Regions from separate parts of the Zea mays genome. Here region 2 is linked to region 1. A link is a contact called in public Hi-C data. All regions are on one chromosome and are shown on one strand. The core of a region is the stretch at or near the end of the contact, and the rest is flanking DNA. Distances in the headings are between cores, read along the strand shown. Region 1 holds the start of LOC100282332. Region 2 holds the start of LOC100191488.

Region 1 (2,717 bases), core at 50-2,549:
GTTGTCTCCTTATAATGTAATTATTTATTTTGTATAGAATTCCTGTTATATAGTAAAGATGTGACATTCGATCCTGTGCCATGATTCATCATATGTGTGAGACTTGGTCCCAGCACACCTGGTGATTATGTTCGCGCCCGGGCTTTGGACCCCTAAAACCCGGGTGTGACAGGGTGCGATCAGGGGTCACACATGCCCCTAACCTCTATTTTACCAGCAACTGCCGCCACATTAGGATTTGAGGTTTTTGCTTAGATCATATCTGTCATTGAACATTGTCGTCGTCCATCGGTTTGTGAGACCACAACTCGTGATCAATACCGTTTTGATTAAGTTCTTCATGTTCTTACTTGTGTTTTTGATTGTGCATGCAGGGATAAGCCTTCTTAGCGAGGCCACTCGTGTGCCACGGGTGATAACCAACGGTGTAGTGTTGTAGTGATTGAGAGGATCCGTTCGTTCGGAGCCTTGGATCATCAACGTCGAGATCTCTGCCCAATCAAGTTATCGTACATCACTGAAGATCGGGCATTCCCCTCTATCAGCGGTGGAGAGATGAGGCCACTTATGTAGGGGCCCTCATTTTGTTAATAAGTGTTTTAATTGTGAAATTAATTCTATTTTAGTATAATTACATCATAACAATGTATATTACCATACTTTAAATATGGTAATATCTTTTAAACTCTAAAAACTGATATATAAAAGTCAAATGACCTACTTAAAAGATAAAGTGGAGCTGAATAAGGGAAATGATTGGAGAGGAGGTGAAATAGGAGGGTAAATAGTTGAGAGGGAGGTATTGGAATATGAATAGAAAGTACCAATGTGAGGATTTGAGAGGCGAAATGGTTGGAGATTGTCTAATCTATCTTTTGGATAAATTAAAGGAATAAATTCATTAATTGTGTTGTCCTATTTTGATTCATTCTTAGGTAACAGAACAGGTCACCAACAGTTAGGGCTAGTTTGAGAACCCAATTATCCCAAGGGTTTTTCATTTTCCCAAGGGAAATTAGTTTATTTTTCCTTGAAAAAATAAGAATCTCTTGAAAAAATAGAGCTTACAAACTAGCCCTTATAGTTTATTTGGAACACAAAAAATTCACAAGAATTTACATAAATTTCAGACAGGAAAATCCAAGAGCAGGAAAAATTTCACGCATTGCCCTCTGAGTTGGACTAATGGGGACCGTGCAAAGTCCACGTCAGACTAGCCTGCTGCCTGTTGACCAGCCTGGCCGTCCCGTCCAGCTCAGACCGCGGTGTAGAAAGTCGGGCCCAGCAGTCAGCAGCTCATATACTTTCCAAAGAGAGAAAGGGCAGGCCCAGCTCTAGCCTTTCCAAAGTGCGCGCAATCTCCTCTGCCGCATCCGATATTCCGATCTCGATCCCGCGACGCGGTGTCTCCGGTCAGCGCCGCCGCCTTCTCCCTCGCCGGCCGCCACTGCATCGCCGCAGTCGCCATGGTTAGCATCATCCCTCCATGGCTCCCTCTTCCTCCTCCGCCCTAGCCAGCCACTTTCCACCTCCTCGGAGCGGCGATTTCATCGGAACAGACCGAATCTGGCTCTGGGGCCGGCGCGAATCGGCCGCGATTCGGCGGGGCGATCGGGACCACCCTGTTTCGCTCCGTATGGTTAGGGGCCTGGGGATTGTTGTCCAGCCTCGAACCTAGTGGCTGTAGTTCTGGTTCGGCCGGTGCGAGAAATTGCAGCGCGGGTCTCGTGTTGCGGGTTGGATTCGGATGCTTGGGCTTGGTACTCTAATTTCAACAATAGAAGCGGGCAGCGGTCCACATTGATTCCGGCCGAGGAGTAAGAGTGGCTACTATGAGGTGGTGGGGCTGCCCACGCTCATCAGTAGGCTGATCATAGTTGTGCCCTCCCTATATGGCTATGTGTGTGATCCTGGGATAACTTGTGCACCAGGGGAACTCATCTATTTTATTCGAGATTATGAGTATTCGTGGATTGTCAGTATGTTTGCTCTCTCAAGTTGGGTTGTTTAGGTCTGGGTACCTGAATTGCAATTGCAACTAATTCGGTTGCAACATGGAAAGGTTAGGCCCACACGAACGTGCCTGCTTGGATTCTGGCAGACAATATACATGCTAATTTAGTTTTCCTTAGCATTGCTCCATAGCTGATGATTATATGACCAGACACCTTTCTGATGGATAGTAATGCTCTGCATATAGAAATTTCATCTCTTAATTGTGTTTCCATGTGGAAATGCTCCTCTGATATTTTGTGATCTATGGGTGTGTCAATTTAGAATTATATCATTGGAGCATTCAAGCCACCTTGTGACATCTCGATCACATTCTCTGATGCGAGGACTAGGAAGCAGGTACAGTTCTTCATATCTCCATGCTGCTACCAGTTGGGGTTCAAATTCGAATTCTGTTTTTAGCTTACAAGTGTCTGGTTTCTGCCATTGTTTCACAGGTTTCGGTTAAGAAGGACAATGGGAAGACAACGATGGTCCCTGTTTTCCAGAGCCTCGAAACTATATCTGGAGAAGTATGAATTGCTTGTTTCTTATTCTTTTCTAGTTTGCATGGCTCAACGGAGCCTAATATCTTGCTCGGGTGAAATGGTTCAGGTATCAATAGCACCAGTTCCAGGTAAAAGGATTGAACACACGGGTGTCAAAATTGAGTTGCTAGGCCAAATAGGTATGTTGTGTTACCCTTGCAGCTGCTTTCTATACCA
Region 2 (3,090 bases), core at 400-2,899, 530 kb before region 1:
AGATAGTAGCAAGATCAAAGTTTAAATTTCCCACGGAAGATTAGACACTTAATTTTTTTGGACCAATATCTTACTCATTTTGCTTCCTCAGTTCCCACATGGAAACTTACGAAATAATCATAGAGCTCAGGAACAGAAGGAACAAACCAAATGAATTATATATGTTTCCTTAAATAAAGGAAGCAGTATGAACAAAATCCTGCATTGCAGATAAACATGTCTTTTCTGGTTGCTTGGGCAATGGAGTAGGGGAAGACCACACCATCCAACGGAAGTAAACTAAAAATCTGAACCAAATTTACGGAATTTTAAGCACTAATACCTGTTGCGAGTACCACCAAGTCGTTCTACTTCTACCTATGAAGCAATGAAGCAAATGTTTGGCACAAATGAGAGCAAGACCTCACCTGAATCGGATGCGCTTCAGACCATTGCCGCCCCGCGACAGCGAGAGGAAGGTGATGAGCACCCCGGGCTCCACCTGGGCGACCCACTCCTTCGCCTCATCCTCCTCGCTGCTGCCAGTCGTCGTTCCCTCTTCATGTCCCCTTCCTCATCGTCGGCGAGGAAGTCGGTGCGCGCGCTGACCGATGGCGTGATGTCACCGCTGGACATGGCGCCCCCCGTGTGCAGCCTCGGCGTGGATGCTGCGGAGCTGCCAGCGCGCTGGTACGCGCAGTGGAAGCGGTCGGACCCGGACTCCGCGTACGTGCCGTGGTAGTACGGTTGCTGCCGCCGCGATGCCGCCAAGGAGGACGAACCGGCGCAGGGCTTGCAGTGCCGGTACGCGCCCGATGCCTTCAGCGCCATGTCCTTGATCTGAAACCCACGAAAATCTCCAATCAATCGTAGTGCCAAACCCACGCTTCACACCGTCGAAGCAAAGCATGCCGATTTTGGAGAAACCTGCGAAAAGCTTCAAAAAACACATTGAGAACCACACGGCGACGTTCCTGGCCAGCGGAGGACGGCAGGGCGTTCGGGAGGCTGTTGCGGGAGCGAGGTCGGCGGCGCGCGGGAGGCAGTTGCTCGCTGGCGCGCGGGCGTGCGGGAGCGGGGGTTGCTGGCGCGCGGGCGTGCAGGAGCGGGGGCAGTCTACACTGCCCCCTTAATAGTTAGTAGAGATAGAGATAAGCGAATCTTTATTTCTGCAATTTTCTACACTATCAAGTACAGTAGAGTGATTAGAACATGTCCTTTACATGTAGAATAAAAAAACCCTACAACAACAGGTGTATATATAGTGATCTATATTTATTTAATTATTTATTGAAATTGCAGTATAACAACCAAACAAATTTGTATTGGCAATTTAGCATCACCAAAAGACTGAAAATAAACTAAACTTGCTCTACGCGACAAACAAACAAAGGATACACAGTTTCCTTATTTTCAACGGTTTCAAATAACATACATTCACACAATGTCGTACAATCTCCAAATAAATGAAATGACTTCTTTCGGAATCTAGGATTTTTTTGCCTAATTAATACCTACGCAACAGCATAGTTAGTGTCGTTATCCTAATTAATACCAACACAATAGCAATTTTTTGGTTCAATAACACATGCAATCTTTTTAAAATATCGCACAAAAGATTAGCGCAATAAAAAAAAGGTAGGAAAAATTTGGCCCACATCGCCAATCCTGAAAACATCGTCTACCCGTAGTCTAGTCAAGACTCAAGACTCAAGAGGAGTCCCCACCCTGCCGGCAAATGCTTCTCCTGCACAAATCTGTTCCCCTCCGCCTGCTCCTTCCACGCCGTCCTCTCAAAACCTTTCTCCTCCCGCCGCCGTCTCGCCCCCGCTGTCTCTCGCTCCTCCCACGCGCTGCCATGGGCTCCGTAGCTGGAGACACCGCCGCCCGCCTCGCGTACCCGCCGGCCCGCCGCGACGATTCGGTCGTCGACGACTACCACGGCGTTCGGATCCCAGATCCCTATCGCTGGTAAGCGATCGCGCGCGTCCAGTGTGCAGTCGAGTTTCTCTCGCTTATGGTTTATGCCTTGCGCTTCCCAGGCTGGAGGACCCGGACTCGGAGGAGACGAAAGAGTTCGTGGCGCGGCAGGCGGAGCTGGCGGAGACGGTGCTCGCCGGGTGCCCCGACAGGGAGAACCTGCGCCGCGAGGTTACGCGGCTCTTCGACCACCCGCGCCACGCCGCGCCGTTCCGCCGCGGGAACAAGTACTTCTACTTCCACAACTCCGGCCTCCAGGCCCAGAGCGTGCTCTACATGCTGGTATGCGATCATGCGAAATGCCACGAACTTCCCTTCACTAGGAGTGGAGCACCGCGCCGCAGGGGTAATTTGGTTGGATTAAGGCAAAAATAATTTGTTAGAGCAGTTTCCAGAGTGGTGTACTGTAGCTAAGGAGATGAGGACCGATGCATCGGCAGCCTTAAAACCTTTCTTTAGCTTATCTGATTATAATGGGGTGTTAAAATTGTTGAGCCTAATGCAAATTGTTCTAATTGTTACTTTGTTAGTGTGCTTATGGTGAGACTAATGGGGTCTATCCGTCTATATCTGCCATATGCTATGTTGACATTGCAGGATGATTTGGACGGGAAGGCAGAGGTTCTTTTGGATCCAAATACTCTAAGCAAGGATGGGACGGTTGCTCTTTCAACATATTCTATCAGCGAGGATGGAAACTACATTGCTTATGGGCTAAGTGAAAGTGGTAGTGATTGGGTCTCTATTCATGTGATGAGCATTACTAACAAGCAGCCTATGCCTGATAAATTATCCTGGGTAAGTATTGCAACGTGCCACTAGACAACCAAGGCTTAATTTTCCTTTGTGCTACAATAATGCTTCTTGGTTCTTCTAAACCAAGTATTTTCTATTGCTGGATGCAGGTAAAGTTCTCATCTATCAGCTGGACGCATGACGGGAAAGGTTTTTTCTATGGTCGGTATCCAGCACCTAGGTAGGCCTACGGATTTTTCCTTTATCTTCAATTAGCATCTGCCTTTTCCAGCAGTCCATTCGTATGAATTTCCCTTATTGATAGCTAATGCAATGTGACAAAGCTCAGTTTGCTTGGGAGTAAAAGGCTTGGTGTAATGCAATATGAAAAAAAAA

What was found. Hi-C and Micro-C count contacts between places; a contact is called where the count stands out from the background.
Region 2: a contact with region 1 is called in a Hi-C map of tassel, with 2.4 times the contacts expected there. The contact joins the promoter of LOC100191488 here to the promoter of LOC100282332 in region 1. A contact is called at or near these places in 2 of 25 Hi-C or Micro-C datasets (ear and tassel).

The regions. Positions count from the first base shown.
Region 1 is chr10:17,863,238-17,865,954 of Zm-B73-REFERENCE-NAM-5.0, reverse strand. LOC100282332 reads left to right here and starts at 1,299. Exons shown (of 11, transcript NM_001155244.2): 1 at 1,299-1,469; 2 at 2,278-2,352; 3 at 2,451-2,525; 4 at 2,608-2,680. The coding sequence starts at 1,467.
Region 2 is chr10:18,391,708-18,394,797 of Zm-B73-REFERENCE-NAM-5.0, reverse strand. It overlaps LOC100191488, which reads left to right and starts at 1,649. Exons shown (of 12, transcript NM_001136920.2): 1 at 1,649-1,950; 2 at 2,022-2,241; 3 at 2,557-2,757; 4 at 2,865-2,935. The coding sequence starts at 1,718.